Linked DNA regions of Mus musculus: regions 2 and 3 are each linked to region 1. The links are chromatin contacts, called in public Hi-C maps. All regions are on one chromosome and are shown on one strand. The core of a region is the stretch at or near the end of the contact, and the rest is flanking DNA. Distances in the headings are between cores, read along the strand shown.

Region 1 (3,316 bases), core at 444-2,943:
CAGGCTACCAATATTGCCCTTGGTTTTTCAACACAGGTAGAACAACAAAGGTTCTTTATTGTAGAAACACCACACACTTCAGACATAGGGTCCAGGGGCCCCTGAGATGAGCTGACCTGTAAGCCTCCTCCCTGGGGAGTAGATTTTATGGTACTAGATGGCACCTTGAAAGCTTCAAAAAAAAAAAAAAACAATCGACAGTCTTGGCCAGAATTGATGCCTACTAGCCACAGCAATGATCAACAGGGCATCAAAACCTATATCTTGACAGGAACCAACAGCTCTCTAATTTGACTTAAGAACCACTCAACAAGAGGTAAATCATGCCTGGTAATGGAAACCTAGCTGTAGGCTTAGATTTTTCTCTAAATCTACTTTATTTAGGGTTCTTGAACACTTCAACCTCCCTTCTAGTTCAGCGACTGAAAAAGAAGGTTCATAAGAACAGGGTTTGGTGGGCCAGTTTAGAAGTAGTTCTTTGGCAGTGATTTCACTCTTCAGTGTCAGGATACCAGCAGTCCAGTCCAATAGCAAACAACAAACATGAATCAGTAGCAGTCCTCTATCCAGCAGAAACTACAAGCCCTGCCCAGCCCCCTCCACCGAATCAGCATGAGTCAGCGGAATCAGCCAGAATACCAAGAGAAGGACTTTGGCACATTTCTTTCTGCAAAGTGAAGACCAGGGAAAACCAAGGAAGACCAGCAAAGTGTTGCAGGAGAGACAAGGGGCCAGACATGATAAGACTTGGATAGGACTATGCCTTACTCCCAGTGACACAGGGCAATCACATTTTTTATTGAGAGGTAGCTTAGCACAACAATCACTCATTATAGGCATAGAATCCAGAGTTTGTCACACATCTGAGGTCACTGCTGTCCATCACAGGAAGTCCTCCCTTTCCATTCTACAATCACTCTATTCTTTCTTCATTTTTCCTTTTCTTTTCTCCTTTTCTATCTATGTCTTTTATTTATTTCTCTATTGATTGATTAAGAGTTTTGTGTTTGTTTTGAAACAGGGTGTTACTCTGTGTCCCTAAATGGCCTGGGACTCAGAAACTCAGGCTAGCCACCAACTCAAGGAGATCCTCCCGCACAAATTTGCTTAATGGCAGGATTACATAATTACCTGATTACATAATGTAAGTTGCCAAGCCAACCTCTATAACAGTCATTTTCCACTGGCACCTGTAGCACTGAGGTGTTACCTGTCTTTTTGACCTTTTATAAATACTTCTTTAAAGTTATGATAGATTGAAAGGGTTATATCTTGTCTGCTATGTTTCTTGTGTGACTGCCTCATGACAAATGACAGAGGTCAACGAAGCTATAATTTGTCTTGGTGGTGGTATCTTACCAGTGTGTTTTTGTAAACTGAGGCATGGGGGTGGAGATGAGTCACTGCAGTCATAAAATTAGTGAGTCCCTGGAAGGAAAGGATCATGCAGGGCATGATGCTGAGTCTTCATGCCCTTGTTCTGTGTTGCCACTCACTGTTTAGACTTTCCTTCCTATCAGAGTTCTCCCCGATGGAAACAGCCCAGGGGAGGAAATCCCTGTGTTTGTAGACTCATTTTGGAAAAGAAAGCTTTGTATGTTTGTGTTTGATAACACTGTTATAGTTACTAAACCATCGGCTCATGGTTCTGGAATCCTGTGGAATTCCAATGTGCACTAACAGCCCGCTCTGTTCTATCTTCTCTTCTGGTCAGACTGCTCTGGGGTAGCAGAAGTTAGTCAGTGACTTCCCTCGTCCTCCAGTCTAGCCCACATGGAATTCCAGTATCAGTGGGTGTGGACGGGTAACAGGGAGCTGCATTTTTTCCTCTCTATAAGCTGTTTTACAAATGCCCATATAGACATGCAAGAGGACCAACCAGAGAGAAAAATATCAAAACCTAGGAAAGGGTTGAAACTGATCACTTCAGGAGAATTCTCTTACTAAGGTCTAAAGTTGGACTTGATTGTTTTCTCTGTCAACTTTTGTGTCATCTCTGAAGGATTGTCCACCCCAGGGGAGTAGGTTTTTGATGGCTATGGCAGATGACTACTAGAACCAGTGAGTCTCACTGCTAGGCAAGGGTATCCTAAATCTGAATAGAAAGCAAGGAAAATATAAAGTGTACATTTCAATAAACTATTTTCTTTATAAATTTATTTATTCTACATGTGTATGGCTATACATGCATACCACAACCTGTGTGTGGAGGTGGGAGGACAATCATCAGGAGTTCCTTCCATCTTTGAACCCCAGGAATTAAATTCAAGTTGCGCATCAGCCTTGACAGCAAGTACCACCACATACTAACCATCTTGATGACCCTCAATGCTTTATTTAGGTAACCGATTGACTGATTTTCACTCTCTTGTTTGTGTTTCTTAGATGATTTTGCAATTTTACAAGATAATACAAGATATTTTTACATCTTGTTGTCATCAGCTCTATTTTCAAGTAGCTCATAGAATGGCTAAGCTAAATTAACCTCACAGCCAGAGAACAGCTATGGTAGTTGGAATGAAAATGGCCACCATAGGTCCACAGAGAGTGACACTAAATATGACCTTGTTGAAATTGGTGTGGCCTTGTTGGAGAAAGTATGTTTCCTTCAATTCTTCTGCATGCCAGATATAGAACTCTCAGCTCCTCCTCAAGATGCCAGCCTACTGCAGTGATGATAATGAACTAAATCTCTGAAAATGTAATCCAGGTCCAACTAAGTGTTTTCTGTTCTAAGAATTGCCATTGCCGATCCCTTTAGCTCCGTGGGTACTTTCTCTAGCTCCTCCATTGGGAGCCCTGTGATCCATCCAATAGCTGACTGTGAGCCAGTACCCCGGAGCTCTTGACTCTAGCTGCATATGTATCAAAAGATGGCCTAGTCGGCCATCACTGGAAAGAGAGGCCCATTGGACACCCAAACTGTATATGCCCCAGTACAGGGGGACGCCAGGGCCAAAAAAATGGGAATGGGTGGGTAGGGAAGTAGGGGGGAGGGTATGGGGACTTTTGGGATAGCATTGGAAATGTAATTGAGGAAAATATGTAATAAAAACTATTAAAAAAAGAAAGTAAAAGCACACAAAAAAGATGCTGTTAAAAGAGTGAACATGAGGAGAAAGAAAAGGATACTTAAAAAAAAAAAAAAAGAAGAATTGCCATTGCCATGGTTTGTCTTGAGAGCCACAGAAACCCTAACTAAAACAACAACATAATTATTAAACTTTCATATCCAAACAGATTAAGTCCAACTCCCCACCCCTTTGAGACAAAGTCTCACTTTGTAACTCTGATGGCTTGGAACTTGCTATGCAGA
Region 2 (3,259 bases), core at 425-2,924, 66 kb before region 1:
AAACATGGCAACTTTTTTCTTACTCTTTTTTTACTCCTCAAGCATGTTTATTAATATTTAAACAATCGAACAATCTGCTTCAGGACTAGAAAAAACAGTAGGAAAGACAAGGGTTAAAGACAAGCCAATTTAGTTCTCTGACATGAACCTTATGAGAGGCTAAGACATGTGTTTCATAATTTTATTTTTTCTATTTAAAAATAAATATAAAATGCTATTTTAAAAACGTATACAGTTAAAATGAAAGTGTCTCTTCCCATAAAATATGTTTTCCTTAGAGGAAGTTTTGTAAAACTTTGAGAGAAGGCCATTAAACTTCTCTATGCATTTCACAATTATTGCTTAATTTAAAATTTAACTCTTCGTGAGCTCAATGAAAACAGAGACCAGCTTCATTGGCCAGGTCTCACTATATCTGTGATATAATTTCAGACTGGATAGGTCTATTTCATTAAATTCTCTGTGAATCTCTTTGACTGCAATTTCAAATGTATTCAACAAACAGAAGCAACACAAAATACACTCCTTTTTCCCAAATTAGAATCCCAAATATAATACTAAAATCCACCCCTTCTTTTTATGTTGTTGTTTCGTTTGTTTGTTTGTTTGTTTGTTTTTTGTTTTTTGTTTTTCGAGACAGGGTTTTTCTGTATAGCCCTGGCTATCCTGGAACTCACTCTGTAGACCAGGCTGGCCTTGAACTCAGAAATCTGCCTGCCTCTGCCTCCCTGGGATTAAAGGCGTGCGCCACCATGCCGGGCGAATCCACCCCTTCTAAGTGGCACATCTCTAATGCTGCTCTCCACCAGCCTTCAGTGAAAGCAGTTTAAACCAACAGCTAACATCAGGAGCATTTTTCATAACCAAGTGTCTGAAGTGATGAATCTATTTAAATCATTACAAATTGTAAAAGAAGTAAAGATGTTAAGTCATTTATTTCAAAACCAAGTCCCTTTCACTCTTCCATCTTTTAGATTTTAGAACCTCAGTTCTAAAATGATATTCACAAGTGTGCAACTTGATAGAATATTTTCCAAAAAACTGTTTTGACCTGTTGTCCTGTCACAAGTTACCCAAAGCCTGAGAGCAGCGGTGCTTGTTAGTTCAAGGTTAGTTTTTCAGTGTTATAAGTCACATCACACAGCAGCCCATTAAATACCCAGGAATGTTCTGCGAACATAACTCTTTTTATCAATTAAAATTTAAATGAGTCACCAAACTGCCCCTAAACATCTTTACAAGCAGCACTCAAACTCAGGAGTCAGGAATCACTGGGTAGCATCACGTGGGACACAAAGGCGCGCCAACTCACTTCTCTATAAAGACTCAATTTCCCAGCACCCGCTGAAGGAAACAACCTATACCTTTATTCCAATCTGCTCTTAGACCCAGGAAACCAAACCCTCCTCACTTAGAAGGAAACTGAAGCCTGCGTTGTGAACCTTTCCCAGAGGCAGAGGAGTGAAAGAAGTGAAGTTTTAGCACGCGTGGCTGCCTTCCTCCTGGGAAGCTGCCCACGGATAGCGATGGAAAGTGCAAGAGGAAGCAGGCAGGGAGAGTAAATGCATTGCTTACAGTTCCCAGAGTTAAATGAGAATCCTCAGGCTTCTCTGTGCCTTCTGGCTCTCAGTCGGGAGCCCTTCACAGTTCCGACTTCTAGAAAGTCTTCTCCGGCTGGTAGGAGGGGCTAAGAAGTGGGCTGGTCTCTGTGGATGTTAAGGTGGAATTCAAGCGAGCTCCTCTGGTGAAGACTAACATTCTAAATGGACATGTTTAGTTTTCAGAAACAGGCCTTTCGAGTCAGAAAATATACTTTAAAAATATGTGATCTAACTGGTCCTAGGGGTGTGCATGAAAATATGCTTTAAAAACATGTGACCTAACTGGTCCTGGGGGTATGCATGTGCGTGCCTATGTGTGTGTGTGCATGTGTGTGTGTGTGTGTGTGTGTGCATGTGCGTGTGTGTGTGTGTGTGTGTGTGTGTGTGTGTGAGAGAGAGAGAGAGAGAGAGAGAGAGAGAGAGAGAGAGAGAGAGAGACTGCTGCTGCTGCTGCTTGCCCTTAAGCAGTCACTACTTCCTCTTTTTTCCAAAAGACTAAAAGTGAAGTTGAAAAGATAATGCATTATGTTGAGAATTTTTAGAGTCTTTAAAAGGTGAAGTTTTAAACAAACCGCAAATACAAAACGCATATACATTTTACAGTTGAACAGTGTTGGACAACCTTGAAAAGCAAACCTGTTCAAGCCTTTCTCCCCAAACTCAAAGCCTCTGAGTTGTTTAAGCCCTTTCAGAGAATAGAACCCATAAGTTCCGACGTAGAAGTAACAACAAATCAGGAAGAATCTGCAATCTAATTTGAAGCATATAATAACTTCTATGTGAAGAAAGTGTTGTATCTATTACAAGCGTGGTAGCTCACAACTGTCATGTGGGAAGTAGAAAAAAAAACATGTATGAGTTCAAAGTCAGCTTATGCTACATAGTGAAGCCATATCTCAAGGCAAACAGACGTCCTGACAATTCATGAAATCCTGTTACTCTAAGTACCCTGGTTAGAATGCCTTCAGGGCTTCCTCCATATCAAAGGCAGTTAGCAGAGCCCCTTCCTCTCTACAACGCCACCATTTATCTCCTAATTAATATCCTCAATATTTCTTAAAAGCACATCTTTTCTTCTTCTGTTTGCTTTCTATTGCTGGGATAAATTTTTCTGACCAGAAGCAATTTGTGAAGGGAAAGTTTTATTTGGGCATACAGGTCCTGACAGTCCATCAGGAAGCGAAGTCAGAGTAGAAATTCAAAGCAGAAAACAGGAGGCAAGACCTGAAGCATAAACCAAGGAGGGATGCATTTTTGTTCTCGTTTCATAATTTACTCCTTTTTGGTGTCGGAGGCAGGCTCTCATGCAACCAAGGCTGGACTCAAACTGAACTGGCTAGCAACAGATGACTTTGAACGCCTGACTTTCCTGCCACCACCTCCGTGGAATCAAAAGCACATGCCACCCAGGCCTAGCAATTACACTTTTAAAGGCTCCTTTTCCATTCATGAGTAAAGTAAAAGGCAAATCTGACACCTCCATTCTATCACAAAGTACAAGTTTATGTGGTATGAATAGACAGATTCACGAAGTTAAGATAAATATGGTAATCCACTGCAGAAAATATGGCTACACGTAAGTTGTGTTCACCAACACTTGGGTTAGGAATTAGGTTACCCTAATTCCTTCTATCCACTTGCAGCAACAATTTCACGAG
Region 3 (3,281 bases), core at 288-2,787, 73 kb after region 1:
CAGGAGCTCTAACAAACTTAGTTTGACACCATGCACTTCCCGCATTTAAAATAAAACAGAAAACAAGAACTATTTAAAGGGATTCTCCAAAAGAAAACAGTCTGTGCTTTCAGTTGAAATTTCCCATAAGACTCCGTGTAAGAGGCTGGGAGTGCCATACCTGGACTGATTAAACATGACTAGAACAAAGGCCCTGGGTGACATGGAGTTTTAGTCACTGTGTCTCATGTAGCATCAAATTAGCTTGCACATGAAGCAAACAGTTAAAAAAAAATTCCATGAGTATTCTTACTTTCTGGGAGACTTCCGCAGAGTCAGGTATTTGCTAGAGTTTCCTAAGTGCTGCTTCTCATGGTCGATTGGATTCCCCCATGTGGATATTCTCCCCTTTCATTTTTGTTTTGTTTTGTTCTGTTTTGTTTTGAGCAGGGGTCTTGCTGTGTTACCCAGCCTGCTTCAAACCATTTTCCTGACTTAACTGTCCTCAGAATATAGTGTAATTTCACACTCTGTGTCATTTTTTTTATCCATTCACGCCAAGAACGTACAGTTTAGTTGAATTTTTTAGTTTCCTCCTTTTCTTATTTTGCTCCTTTTCGCTACTCCATCCTCACACCCCCTCCATGGCCAACACAAACACAGTAGGAAGATATCCAACACTATCAAAAACATCACCTCTCTAGGCAAATAATTTTTTATCAAACACTGTTTCTGAATGAAGTGAATTTTTTTTTAAGGTTAGGGAGAATAAGGCTAGTTATGGAAAAATAACTATTACCTTTTGATCCGTTGCCATAACATACTTTCTTGTAAACATGGACAGAAAAAGTTTTTAAAAGGTACATTTGAAAACAAATTCTTTCTAGTGATACATCCCGTGAAAAGAGTTGCTGATCAAAATGATAAAAGCTATGTAACAGCAGGGGGAAAATACCTTAAAGCAATGCTGTGGACACTTAGCATTCCGATGAAGTGGAGCTCAGCATCTGTCCCTGGGAAAGGCGAGTGCCAGGGGCTCCTGTGACTGCAGAACCCGGAGGGTAGTTCCATGAAAGACTTCAACCTAATTCCACCAGTACAGATGTGGACCCTGACAGAGGACACTCATTTCATTAAAAATAGAAGAAATTAAATTAACCGGTAGCTGTGTGCGTGCTCTGAGCAGCGAGCACGTCAGACTGCGCCCCAGTGGGGAGAGGTGAGGGGATTCCCTTAGTTAGGACCTTAGATCCCGGGAGGGGAAGCTGTGACACTCTTGAGCTTTTAGGCCCCCACTGGATGCGCGACTGGGAGGAAACCGGAGACCCCAAAGAGCGCCAGACTAGGCGCAGACTCAGCGAACCACAGGGCGCCTGGAGGGATGGAGAGGGCGGTGCAGCTCTCTTGGCACCACCTGGGGCAGCCAAGGGCAGCTTCCCGGCTTCCTTCGTCTCTCATTTGCGTGGGTAAAAGCCTGCCGCTGCGGTTCTTGCGCAACTCACTGAAGCAGAGAGGGGGAAAAGTTGGTGGGGGTTGGGGAAAGCCTAAGCGGAAAGACAGAGTCACCACTACGTCACGTGGAGTCCGCTTTACAGACTTAAAAGCAAGGTTCTCCCCATTAGCAGCCAGTTGTCAAACTGCGAGCTAAGAGCTTCAGGAGTCAGTCAGGACTCTGCTCACGAAGGAACTCAGCACTGCATCCTGCCAGCTCCACCGCCACCACTACTGCCACCTCCGCTGCCACCTCTGCGATGCTCTTCCGAGCTGTGCTGCTCTGCGCTGCCCTGGGGCTCAGCCAGGCAGGTGAGTTGCGCCCCGAGGCGCCCTGGGACTCCTCAGGCTCAGACCCCCTTTCTAGCAGTGTGGGCCTGGCTGTGTATTGGCAAAGAGCCTGGACTGCTTAAGTCCTGAGGAACTGCAACCCACTTTCAGGTTTCTTATTTGCTAAAAACCAATAGTCTTAATGGCTTACAGGTTGTCATTATGGTAAGACAATCTGATCAATACTTGTGAAAAGCATAGATGTGGGCAACTGAACAAGAGTGGCTGCTTTGAATACCTGTTAGAGTTTTTCTATCCACAGAAAAATCCAGAATACATTTTTAAAAATATATTTAAAATGCTAAAACTTGACTGTTTTAATTTTATTTTCTTTACACTAAATTTTGACTATTGCACTAGGTCGATCCATTTTAATATTTAAAGGGATGCTTAATAATTCTAGTCTGTGTGTCCGAGTTATTTTAAAAATGTTGGTAATGTGAACTATGAAGTTAGGTCCTCTGTGTTTCTTGCTTAAGAATACAAAGTTGCTTGCTATTTCCATAAACAGTTGATAAGACAGACTTAATTAAAATAATGACCTTTTTAAATCTGGGTCTACCTATGTATTTGTCAAACTTATCATTGTAAAGTTGACCCATAGTGACAGAATTAAATCCTTAAGTTAAGATGAGAACAACCAAGAGTAACTGACAGGATATCTTATTTTTTTAATGTAGCAAATCCTTGCTGTTCCAATCCATGTCAAAACCGTGGGGAATGTATGAGCACAGGATTTGACCAGTATAAGTGTGACTGTACCCGGACTGGATTCTATGGTGAAAACTGTACTACACGTAAGTTTTTCCTGGGGTATCTTCCTTTGGAATGTGGCCACATGTGTAACCATCATTCTGTAGATTTGTGTCCTATGGGGGAGGGGCCTGCTCATTCTTCCTCCTGCTTTGTCTCTCTCCAGCTGAATTTCTGACAAGAATCAAATTACTGCTGAAGCCCACCCCAAACACAGTGCACTACATCCTGACCCACTTCAAGGGAGTCTGGAACATTGTGAACAACATCCCCTTCCTGCGAAGTTTAATCATGAAATATGTGCTGACATGTAAGTACAACCCTCCCTTGTTTTCCAGCATCCTCCAACACAACTAGGCACTAGAAACCCAACCCCAAGAACTATCCTGACCTTTTCAAAGGGCTTGAAGTATACCTTTTCTAATCTGTTTTTCCCCTGAAATGTCTAAAATACAGTCATGAAAACCTGTAGTCTCTATTCTAGTTTTGACCCCTGTCCTTCATTCGTGTGGAGGAAGTGTGGTTCACTTGTTCATTGAATAAATACCCATGGCTCACAGAATTGTTCGGAACACATAGAATTGTTCTGAACCTTTGAAACAAATGGTTGACTAGGGTTTGGGTCAGAAGAGAAAAATAGCTGTCTGTAGTTATTGGTGAGGGCCATGCCCAAATGTCTCTGTCATCAGCTATGGAACAGGGAGTGGGTAGAAACTGAAAAGTCAAGA

What was found. Hi-C and Micro-C count contacts between places; a contact is called where the count stands out from the background.
Region 2: a contact with region 1 is called in a Hi-C map of pancreatic cancer cells, with 2.3 times the contacts expected there. The contact joins the promoter of Pla2g4a here to the enhancer-like site in region 1. A contact is called at or near these places in 2 of 39 promoter capture datasets (the HPC-7 cell line, HPC-7-derived erythroid cells and macrophages), 5 of 484 Hi-C or Micro-C datasets (adipose-derived mesenchymal stem cells, nephron progenitors, pancreatic cancer cells and 2 more), 1 of 115 datasets of contacts at active chromatin or transcription factors (heart atrium) and 2 of 9 other capture datasets (adipose tissue and liver).
Region 3: a Hi-C map of adipose-derived mesenchymal stem cells shows a contact between it and region 1, with 2.0 times the contacts expected there. The contact joins the promoter of Ptgs2 here to the enhancer-like site in region 1. A contact is called at or near these places in 5 of 39 promoter capture datasets (the 3T3-L1 cell line, 3T3-L1-derived adipocytes, the C10 cell line and 1 more), 1 of 15 datasets of contacts at CTCF or cohesin (the NIH/3T3 cell line), 5 of 484 Hi-C or Micro-C datasets (the C2C12 cell line, adipose-derived mesenchymal stem cells, nephron progenitors and 2 more), 4 of 115 datasets of contacts at active chromatin or transcription factors (embryonic stem cells, heart atrium and pancreatic cancer cells) and 2 of 9 other capture datasets (adipose tissue and liver).

Annotation. Positions count from the first base shown.
Region 1 is chr1:150,025,793-150,029,108 of GRCm38.p6, forward strand. No RefSeq gene overlaps it. Among named protein-coding and RNA genes, the nearest start is that of Pla2g4a, 66 kb to the left of the region's middle. Within about 2 kb of position 1,694, at least 36 of the 459 cell types and tissues checked have an H3K27ac peak or open chromatin away from gene starts, as enhancers often do. A contact at or near this core is called in the C2C12 cell line, the HPC-7 cell line, the NIH/3T3 cell line and 2 more, where this site is marked.
Region 2 is chr1:149,959,616-149,962,874 of GRCm38.p6, forward strand. It overlaps Pla2g4a (phospholipase A2, group IVA (cytosolic, calcium-dependent)), which reads right to left and starts at 1,675. Exons shown (of 18, transcript NM_008869.4): 1 at 1,576-1,675.
Region 3 is chr1:150,098,494-150,101,774 of GRCm38.p6, forward strand. Ptgs2 (prostaglandin-endoperoxide synthase 2) reads left to right here and starts at 1,538. Exons shown (of 10, transcript NM_011198.4): 1 at 1,538-1,782; 2 at 2,481-2,597; 3 at 2,720-2,863. The coding sequence starts at 1,731. Ptgs2os (prostaglandin-endoperoxide synthase 2, opposite strand) reads right to left here and starts at 1,381. Exons shown (of 5, transcript NR_015466.3): 1 at 935-1,381.